Linked DNA regions of Gossypium hirsutum: region 2 is linked to region 1. Evidence: chromatin contacts called from public Hi-C data. All regions are on one chromosome and are shown on one strand. Each heading gives the region's core, a stretch centred on a gene start, on an enhancer-like site or on the middle of the called end of the contact. The rest is flanking DNA. Distances are from core to core; before and after follow the strand shown.

The links. A called contact is a pair of places that touch in the nucleus more often than the background predicts.
Region 2: a contact with region 1 is called in a Hi-C map of leaf, with 2.3 times the contacts expected there. The contact joins the promoter of LOC107912554 here to the promoter of LOC107912453 in region 1. A contact is called at or near these places in 2 of 34 Hi-C or Micro-C datasets (callus and leaf).

The regions. Positions count from the first base shown.
Region 1 is chrD08:23,669,889-23,675,115 of Gossypium_hirsutum_v2.1, forward strand. LOC107912453 (N-alpha-acetyltransferase 35, NatC auxiliary subunit) reads right to left here and starts at 1,723. Exons shown (of 16, transcript XM_016840641.2): 1 at 1,358-1,723; 2 at 811-878; 3 at 1-138. The coding sequence starts at 1,484.
Region 2 is chrD08:24,057,871-24,063,337 of Gossypium_hirsutum_v2.1, forward strand. It overlaps LOC107912554 (pyrophosphate-energized vacuolar membrane proton pump), which reads left to right and starts at 1,765. Exons shown (of 9, transcript XM_016840789.2): 1 at 1,765-2,109; 2 at 2,208-2,509; 3 at 4,132-4,706; 4 at 4,810-5,189; 5 at 5,276-5,362; 6 at 5,449-5,467. The coding sequence starts at 2,245.

The DNA.
Region 1 (5,227 bases), core at 473-2,972:
GTCCATGATATCAATGGTGCAGCGGACATCAATGGTGCTGTCAAGGCTGATAGGAATAGGAGCAGCACCATTTTCAATGGCCTCATCAATAGAATAATATGTACAAACAATACCTGAATCCATCTTTGGATCCATTATCTAACAAAAAAAAATTGTCAGCGAAGGCCAAAAAGCTAATTTAGTTCAAACGTAGAAAACATATATAGGGAAAACTTAAAGTAGCAAGAAAAATAAAGTCTTTTTTTTTTTTGAAAGAAAGAACTTTTACAAGTACTGTATAATTACAAGTGTACATGTCCGAGGAACTACAAAGTAGAATCAAACCATTACAACACACAAACTGACAAAGAACAAGAAATAATCCAAACTAAAACCCACACATGCGCAATTGCACATGGAAGGACTCAAACCTGGGTACTCAGGACCCAAGGCCTCAACCTTTGCCACTATTGTCAAGGCTTTACTGGCAATAAAATAAAATAAAGTCAATTTAATACATATTAAATGGAGGTATTTTTTTGTTTATGTCAGATTTATGTTAGTAAAGACATCACTTGATGTTTGAGAATAGGATCAAGCATTCAAGTGTCTAAGTGACCATTGCAACAGACCCTCATTTGGAAATATGTTAATAGCTCAAACACTGACAATGTACAAATCAAGTTGTAAAAGCATAAATGGCAGAGAAAAGTAAACCTAAAAAGAAAACAAAAGATCAATTATCATCTTAACTAAGATAATGATAACTTCCAAGAAAATTACAAAAGATCAATTATCATTCAATAACCAAGAAGTATCAAGTATCAACACCTCTAAAGCAGACATGGCAGCAAAAAGGTTGAAATTGTCCCCATGAATGAGCTCTCCATCTCTAAGACCTGTGATCACCAAGCATTGCTGAATAGCTAAGTGATAAAGCGAAACCCAGAAATAAAAAAAAACTAAACAAATAAGGTCTTAATCATCACATGAATGCACCCACATTTTCTCTCTATATTTGGCATAGCTTCACAACAGCAATGATAAGATTTATAGTTACTTAAAGAAAAACTATGATTCGATAATAATTTTCTTGCTTTGGGTGATCATAAATAAAAGGGAGAAAGCCATAGCTTTCATAAAGTTAATACCTTCTCTTTCCCCTATTTATTTTCTCTACTACAAAAAAACAATAACTTTCCACACTTCAGTTACCAAAGAAACTGAAAAATTTTACTCAACAAGCAATAGGGTTTAGGGATTCGCTGTTAGATCTCCTAATCAAATATAAAAAGGAAATGGTTTTCCTTTTTTGACTTTTATTTTCCCGAGAACCAAACAGAGGTTTAAGGGGGGAGAAAAGAGGGAGAAATAGAACCTGCACAGGCGGCTTGAAGGAGAGGCGAAGCGTCGGCCCAGACAGTGGTGTCGCTGGCGGGAATCGAGGCAAGCTTGGGTGGTTGGCCGTCGATGGAGGCTTCTTCATAAACTGGCTTATCAGCCATTAGGTTATTGAGTTGAAAAGTTTTGAACAGCTGAGGATCTCAAGCAGTGAGCGAGCGAGGTTGAGGTTGACGATGGTGTTTTCTTTTCAGTCTTGGCTTTACAGTGCCAGTTGCCACAACAAACCTCGTAAAACCAACAGAGCTGAGAGAGGGTTTAGGGCATCTTCTGGGTCGGGCCGGGTCCCCCCTCGCTCCATATCAACCTTTTCTCAACCCAACAATTCTTTTCTCTCTTTCTTTATGAAATAGAAATACTTTTTTTTATTTTTTATAATAAAAAATAGAGGGATAATAGCAAAATTTACCTCTGTACATTAACGAAATTGTCAATGTAGTACCTACATTTTTAATTTATTATCTTGATACCTGTACTTTTCTTCAGTCTATCATTGTGTACTCGGATCTAACATTGGTAGTTTCTGACATAATATGACACGTGAACAATCAATAAAGAGACACGTGGCAGTGGGCCACAAACAAAAGCAAAACAGTCACGAAAGACAGAAAGAGGGACTTGATAGAAATTTTACCTTTCATTTTTTTAGGTTAAAATTATTAATAAATAAAAAAATAAGAACCCCATCTTCACTCTCCTGCTCTAGATTCTTTTACTTAATAGAAAAATTATTTTCAAACTAAAAATACAATTCATCTGCACAAACCCAGAAAGCAAAATAATTGATAAAAGTCCAAACTCAAATTTAATTTGTATAGAATATGTACAAAATTTGTTTACATACAATAACTCCTTCAAACCTGAACACTGATATCCTAAAATTCATTTGTGATTTTGTGAAACCTTATACATGATTTGAAACCCAAGTCCTAATTCTAGATCAAATTTCCTAAACCTTAAAACTTGAAAAAAAAAACTAAAAATCTTAGAACCCTATATTTCAAAATCAAAGCAAAATCCCTACAGAGCAAAGAATTGGAGCAGCAGTTGTTCTTTTAAGTGCTCAGCAGCGATTATGGAAGATTTGAGGCGATGAAGACTGCATTGCACAAGGAATATGATTGCTCTCTAGATTCCGAGCAAGGATCGGTTTGAGATGGGCCTAGTACGACGCTCGCTTACCCTTGGTGGCTTTCGTAGATGGGTCTTCCATGGAAGACGAAGGGGATTTAGATGGCAACAAATGGACAGTGGAAGCCATTTTTGAGTCATAAAGGTGTTTGGGATTGATTGAAGTTATTTTTGAGTTATAAAAATGCTGAGTTATGAAGATTGAAGACATAGCTTGAGGAAGTTCAAAACAAAAAACTTAGCTTAAGATAGGATAGGGAGACAAAGAGACTTTACTTTTTTAGCTTTAAAAGGTTTCTGAATTTATTGATTGTCTTACAATTTTTTTTTGTTGGTATCATTACTCTTTCGTGTATCTTATAAATTTTTAATAATATATTTATTTTATTTATTCTTTTAATGGGCCAATTTACATATATATATATACCATTCTCTAAAAATTTATCGATTTATATTATTTTTGGAGAGAGAAAAAATGTATTTTCACTGATCTACTAAGAACAACACGCTATATAGGACGCGTTTTCTTCTCTTTCCTAAAAATGTGACATATGTGGCGTGTTTTATTTGGCAGATCAATAAAAGAGCACCCTGTAGGACACGTTTTATGTGCAACAATAACATTTGCCAACGGGCAAAAAATCCAAACCGCTACTTTTTTCCTATATAAACCCTTCAATTCTCTTTTTTTTTTCAATTCAACTTTCAATTTTCACAATTTGATTCTCAATTTATTGTTCTGAATTTGTTATTCTCAATTGTCAATTCTCAATTTATTATCCTAAATTCCCAATTCCTGAATTTTTTTAAAAAATTATTGTATAAATCCTTTGATTTTATCTTATTCGATGGCATATTAGTTTATTCATTTAGATGACAATCACATCTCAGGCGTTCAATTACAAATGGTAAGAAAATATTATTTAATAATTTAATTCTAATCCATTAATTATATGATGTTAAGAAATTTTTATTAAATTATTTAATTTTAAATACTTATTTATTGTTCAAATTATTGATTTTTATGTTATATACTTAGGTCGAAGATTAAATTTTGGATATGTACATAAATAACTTAAGTGAAGATGCATCAGAGGTCATTCATGAACTCTTGCGAGATGCAAACTTTTTAGACGCAGTTTGCATGCTTGGGGGGACCAAATTGGATTTCCCACTCATCAGTGTTTTGGTGAAGAGATGGAGGTTGGAGACGTACACATTTTATCTTCCCTACGACAAATGTACAATTACACTCGAGGACGTCAGTTTACAACTCGGTCTACTACTATTAATCGACTTGAGAGAAGTGGGACGACTTAGCTAGAGATCGACAGTGCTGGCAACATTGTACCGAGAAATGTGTTGAGTGACGATACCAAAAAAAGCTAAAATAGGCAGTTGCATGTTCTTGCTTCAATCGTAGGCATGGTATCGACCACCATTTCTATGCCCCCAAGTGTAAGTCCTTTACGAATTCCCACTCTTATCATGGTAAAATTCATTTGATAGTATTGTTATCATACCAAAATTTTCATTGTTTTAATTTTGAAATAACATATTTTTTGAACAGGTGGAACAAACCCACGAGACACAGCGGTATACCGACCAACCTCAAAGACATTCGACTAGCTTTAGATAAACAAACAGAAAAGGAGGTTAATTTATTAATTTCAAAGTTATTGGTTTTTTACTCCAACATTTGAAATTAAATATTCGACACTTGCTAAAATTTATAAATTCGTACTGCAGTTTGTATGGATGTCATACGCGGATTTGAGGATACAAGAATGCATCCTAGACGAATTTTTGGCCAACCGCAGCAGCTAGCACATAAAACTGCCATTGATCGCCTTTACAACGATTGAGATGCACAAATCCAACTAAGTGATGCGACAGTTCGGGTGTATGCAACATATTTTATCGCAACCTCAGGAGCTCGAAGACTTACACAAGATCGACATGCGTAGGAGACTCGACGAAGATTAGGCAACATTCCACAAGAAGTATATCGAGTTCTAGCAGTACAGGTACGATTACTTGCCAACACGTGAACCATTTCTCATGCCAGAGTTGGCGACATCTTCGGAATATATGGACTAGTTCATGTATCATAAGAAGTCGTACGTACTGTCGGCTTTAGAAAGAAGTAGACAACGTCGCTGTAGGAGACCAAAACAAGGACCCATCAATCCTAGGTTGGGAGAAGATGTTGTGGAAGAACCAACATATCTGCCACATGCACACGAGGACCTGATTACGGTGTAACCTCCCGGTCAATATAGTTCATTTATTCCTGTCACAAACACTTTTTATATTACACCATCATCACAACACACATAATCGCCCTGCATCAACACTAGTTTATTTTACACAAACACAACATCACGCACAATCATTCCCTACACTGACACATCCATCACCAATTTATTTCACACAAGCATCACAACATGTGCAATCATTTCCTGTACTGGCACAACCACCATCGGTTTATTTTTTCACAAGCACTATAACACGCGCAATCATTCCATGCACCGACACCTTCTCCAACGCTATATGTCGCACAACCGCAACTCACCATATTGTATTACATGCCTTATGCGACAATTGCACAGACGCATTCGGTATTTTCGATAATGTCACAATCACTCCCAACATCGTTATTCTTCCGAGTTAGGTTGTCCTCGCATATGCCGACTCGATCGGGAGGATGCAATAT
Region 2 (5,467 bases), core at 515-3,014, 390 kb after region 1:
ACGTTTTTGTAATGGCTTGGAATCGAAACACAATTGTGTAATCTACTTTTTTTTATTTTTCAGACGATTAAAGGTAATTGTTCGTATCCTTTTCACCCCGATTCGTTCCTTGCACATGGATCCCTGGATGTGATCGTTAGATTTAACTTTTCGCTGTGCCATGGGGTGTACTGGTGATCCAACAATTGATTCAGGTCACATATGATGGTTAAGGATCTTATTGATTCAAATTTATGCACTTTGAAAAGTAATATCCTCCATCGATTTTCAATTATGAAGAGTAAAAATCTATTGAGAAAATCTCTATTGGTTCTCCTTGTGTTCAAGATGAACTTATGTGGCATTTTTTGAAAGATGGAATCTACAATGCTTGATAATGGTATCAGTGACTCATATCTTGACCTCGTTATGTTTTGGCACAGTGACATATTTAGCCCTAATGTTTATCCTTTTTGTCACTTTGGCTTTAATACATTTTTGTCACTTTAGTCCTTAACCTTTCTAATTTAGTCAAATTGTTGCTTGTTGGAAGGAAAAGCTAACTAGACTATTAAAATTTTAAGTACATTAACTTGGTAACTTGCGTGATTGTCCATGTGTACTTCATAAAAATTAAAAATAAAAAATAAAAAATTTAAAATATTTCAAGAAGTTCAAAAAGTTCATACTTTTTTTTTCTTTTATAAAAAAACTATCCATGTCAGTAATGAAGTACATGTTGATTGCCATGTAAGCTACCATGTCAACATCTTTAAAACTATAGGAGTTTAATTAGTTTTTTCATCCGGAAGGCATCAACTTGGATATATTTGAAGGGTTGTGTATCAACATGATAAAAAAAATTAGGTCCAATTTGACAAAAGAGATAAATGTACTTAGAAGCTAAATTCTTTTTTTTTTTAAATTTAAGTGTGTCCAATGTTGGCAATGGCTTTTCTCATAAGGGATGGAAACATCTATGGAATCTCAAAGTGGTTCATAAGATAAAAAAGATTTATTTGGAGATCTTGTCACAATGAGGTTGCTACCAAAGAAAACCTTGTTAAGAGATTGAGGGAAGTGAACCCTAATTGTTTGAGATGTGAGGAGGAAATGGAGTTAGTTGAGTGTGCACTCTTTTTCTGTCCCTTCACCAAGGTAGTCTAGGGAGTTTCGGGTTTTAGGTATTGATTTTGGAGGGAGGATTCTCAAGCTTTGAGGACTGGTGGGTAAGCATTTATGCGCACCTTCTGTTCTTTTTGTTCTTAAAACTTGCTCGCCCTTATGTGTTGGTATATATGGAAATTTGACAGTCACTCCCTTTTTGAGGGCCCTCCTCTAACTTGATAACGGTTTGGCAACAAGTGCTCCAAGACTTCACTTGCTCTTTTTGAGTCATTAACTCATAGTAGGGGCCCTCAATTTTAGGATGCTCAAGGGAAAAAAAGATAAGAAATGGTCTAATGTAATTCTTGAGTCTGATTGCTTTAATGTGATTGCCAAGATATTATTCTTGTTTTTGTTTGTTGTGAATTGTTTTTGGTTATCAAATTATGAAAAGTAGTAAAATATGGTCCACCTATTTACTTGTAAAAGTGAAAACACCCAAAAATCTAAAACAATTGGGAAAAAACAAAAATAAAAAAATTAAGTAACCATTTTTATTTGAAGGATGTTTTCTTAATGACCGGATGGTTAATCCACACCATGAGCTTCAAACACTCTTCTTCCTGTAGTAACTGTGTTTGTTAAAGAAGCAAAAAGTTGCACCGCACCGATCACACTCAACAATACAGAGCAACGAGTAGTTATTGCGGAATAGAATTAAAACAGCAAAAAAAAAAAAAAAGTCGTTCCAACCGATCAAATACCTTGTGATTCTCTCTCTCACGCGACTTTTATGAGTGACATCTCTCTTATAACCAACATTATTCTGTCAAAAAAAAAAGTTCTTTAATTTCAAAACTAGTTATAAACTCTCTTATAACCAACTTTTATGAGTGACATCTCTTATAAAAACTTCATTTTATGAGAATAAAAATATACAAAGTTAAAAAATAGTTAATAAAACGTTAACGAATTTTCTATCTTTAGCCCTTCCATTCTTTCAGGCCAGCGAAGCATTTAAAGGCATTCTCACCACAAACTTTTCCTGTATATAATTATTATAAACTCTCTCTCATTTTCCCCTCCCCTCGCTGACAAACATTTTTTTCTCTCACTTTCAGCTTTGCATTTCGTCTCTTTTGGGGAAGGTGGTTTGATATGGGGGCCTCCTGGATTTTGCCAGATCTCGGAACCGAGATCCTGATCCCGGTTTGTGCCGTGATTGGAATTGCCTTTTCTCTCGTTCAATGGATTCTCGTTTCCCGGGTCAAGCTCTCTCCCGGTCGAGACTCTGGTGCCCCCGGTAACAACGGTGCCGCTGGTAAAAACGGCTACGCTGATTACCTCATTGAAGAAGAAGAAGGTCTCAATGACCACAATGTTGTTGTTAAATGTGCTGAAATCCAAAACGCCATCTCTGAAGGTTGGTACCCTCTTCACTTTTTATTTTTTAAAGCTTTTTTCGATCTGGGATTTCGAAAAAAAAAAAAAAGAGAAACTTTCGGTCTTTCCTTATGTTGTTTTTGTTTTTGGTTTTCACGTTTGAATTACTTAGCCGTAATGGGTACTCGGAAAAAAACGTGTTTTTTTTTTCTCGCTGTCGTGAGACATTTCGATTTTTATGTTGTGAAAGTTTAGATCTTCAGTTTCACATTATATTATGTTATTTATTGATATTGGATTTCTTGGTTTGTCTGTATAAATTTTGGTGATGTGGTTTAACTTAGAAGAATGAGTTTTGGAGCACGAGGTTTTCTGTTTCACCATGCTTTCCTTGTTAAAGTTTTAGTTTTTATTTTTAAAAAACAAAATATTCTTATATTCATTTTATGTATTCAAAAGCCATGAAAAACTACAGCATGTACAAGCTATCTTTTATTTATATATATAAAAAAATGTGTGCTCCAATGAGTGTTTTCTTCAGATCGAAGTGTATGGTGATGGGGTAATTTGGAGTTTGGACCCACGTGTATTTATTAATTATATCTTACAATCAATATATGGTTAAGCTGGTGTGTTGATTTTCTGTTTGCACATTGAGAACATAATTGAGATCTAGGCTTTTTTCTTTCCTTTTTGTCTTTTTGGGTTTAAACTTTAGGTTTTGTAGCAGAAGCCATAATGGCATTGAAAGACTTTTGGACATTTCCTCATAATTGCATGCTTACTATGTGAAAATTTGTTCCAACTGATTAGTCTTCAGATTTGGATTTCAATGGAAAACTGAATGTTCAGGAACTAAATTTATTAATGAAATTCAACCCCTTTCGTTGAACTTGAACTAGATCTGGATATATTTAGAAAGAAAAACTGAAAAAATAGATCTGGAAGTTTTACTTTTTATGTGGCCTGATTTAAATTCCCAGTGGTTTGAACTCTTCAATTTTTAAAAAAAATTATGTGGGGCCTGAATTAAGTTTCTAGTGGCCATAACTCTTCACTTTGTATACTCTGAAAGAGTTACTTAACAAAGATATAGAAATGGATGATTTATTTACTTTGAAATATTTGTTTAGTTTCCTTCCTTTTTTACTGCTGTAACTTTTTTTTTATCTTGCTTGAATTGCTGTCATAGTAAAAGCTGATTTGAGCAAATGATGCACTGTTTCATGATAGATATGCTTAACACTTTGTTTCACTATTTGAAAGTTGACTGCTTTTGAATCTTTTCTATGCTTCCAAGGTTGTAACATACTGAGCTATTTTTCTTGTTTGTTCTGCTTTTTGTGAGATCTAAATGGTAAATATTACTTTTGTTAAAATGCAAATTTAACGATACTTTTTTAATTGCTCTCAACAAAATGAAATTACTTGTCTAATAGAGAGGAACTACTTTTTTCTGTCTGTTATGTCATTGTTTCTATTGCTTTACATGATGATAGTAATAAGAACACTCTGGCTTGTTCTATAGACAATGTTCGTGACAATATGCTTTTCCTACAAAGAATTCAGTTTATATCTTATTGTTTTGTTTGTTGCCTTTTCTGCTGGTAATTTTTTGAAAGACTTCCCAGTTAGCAAATATTTTGATTTATGAGTTTACAGGTGCAACCTCATTTCTTTTCACCGAGTATCAGTATGTTGGCATTTTCATGGTTGCTTTTGCAATCTTGATTTTCCTCTTCCTCGGCTCCGTAGAGGGTTTCAGCATGAAGAGCCAACCTTGCACATATGACCTATCTAGGATGTGCAAGCCTGCCCTTGCCACTGCTGCGTTCAGCACCTTATCATTCTTGCTCGGTGCAGTCACTTCAGTTGTTTCTGGCTTTCTTGGGATGAAAATTGCTACCTATGCAAATGCTAGAACCACCCTTGAGGCAAGAAAGGGAGTTGGAAAGGCATTTATTACTGCATTTAGATCTGGTGCTGTCATGGGCTTTCTTCTTGCTGCAAATGGCCTTTTGGTGCTTTACATTGCCATCAATGTATTCAAGCTCTACTATGGTGATGACTGGGGTGGTCTTTTTGAGGCAATCACTGGTTACGGGCTTGGAGGTTCATCCATGGCTCTTTTCGGCAGAGTTGGTGGAGGAATCTATACTAAAGCTGCTGATGTGGGTGCTGATCTTGTAGGCAAGGTGGAGAGGAACATTCCCGAGGATGACCCTAGAAACCCTGCTGTAAGTAACATGCATCTACGAATATCTGTAATGGTATTTTTTTAATCTGATACTTAATAGTTCCTCCTTTAGGGTTGTCCCTGAGTTACTTCCATGTTTTCAGGTGATTGCTGACAATGTTGGGGACAATGTTGGTGATATTGCTGGAATGGGATCTGATCTTTTTGGGTCCTATGCCGAATCATCTTGTGCCGCCCTAGTTGTTGCTTCCATCTCTTCTTTTGGAATGAATCATGAATTGACTCCAATGTTATATCCTCTCATCATCAGTTCTGTCGGTATCATTGTTTGTTTAATCACCACCTTATTTGCAACTGATTTCTTTGAGATCAAGGCTGTTGATGAAATTGAACCATCATTGAAGAGGCAACTTATAATCTCCACTGTTCTCATGACTATTGGAATTGGAGTTGTTAGTTGGATAGCTCTTCCACCTTCCTTTACCATTTTCAATTTTGGAGACCAGAAACTTGTGAAGAATTGGTAAGCTCTTTGTGCTTCTTTTACTGAGAAATGTTAAAAGTCATATGCTTGCATTAAATGAGAGTAACATTGAATTTCTTCTTCAGGCAACTATTCTTATGTGTTGCTGTTGGTCTTTGGGCTGGCCTAATTATTGGTTTTGTAACTGAGTACTACACTAGCAATGCATACAGGTAACTCATGTGGATGATATTGTTTTTCTCCTTTCGTTATCCTTTGTTATAATTGATTGTAACATTCTCTTTACATTCTCCTGCAGCCCTGTACAAGATGTTGCT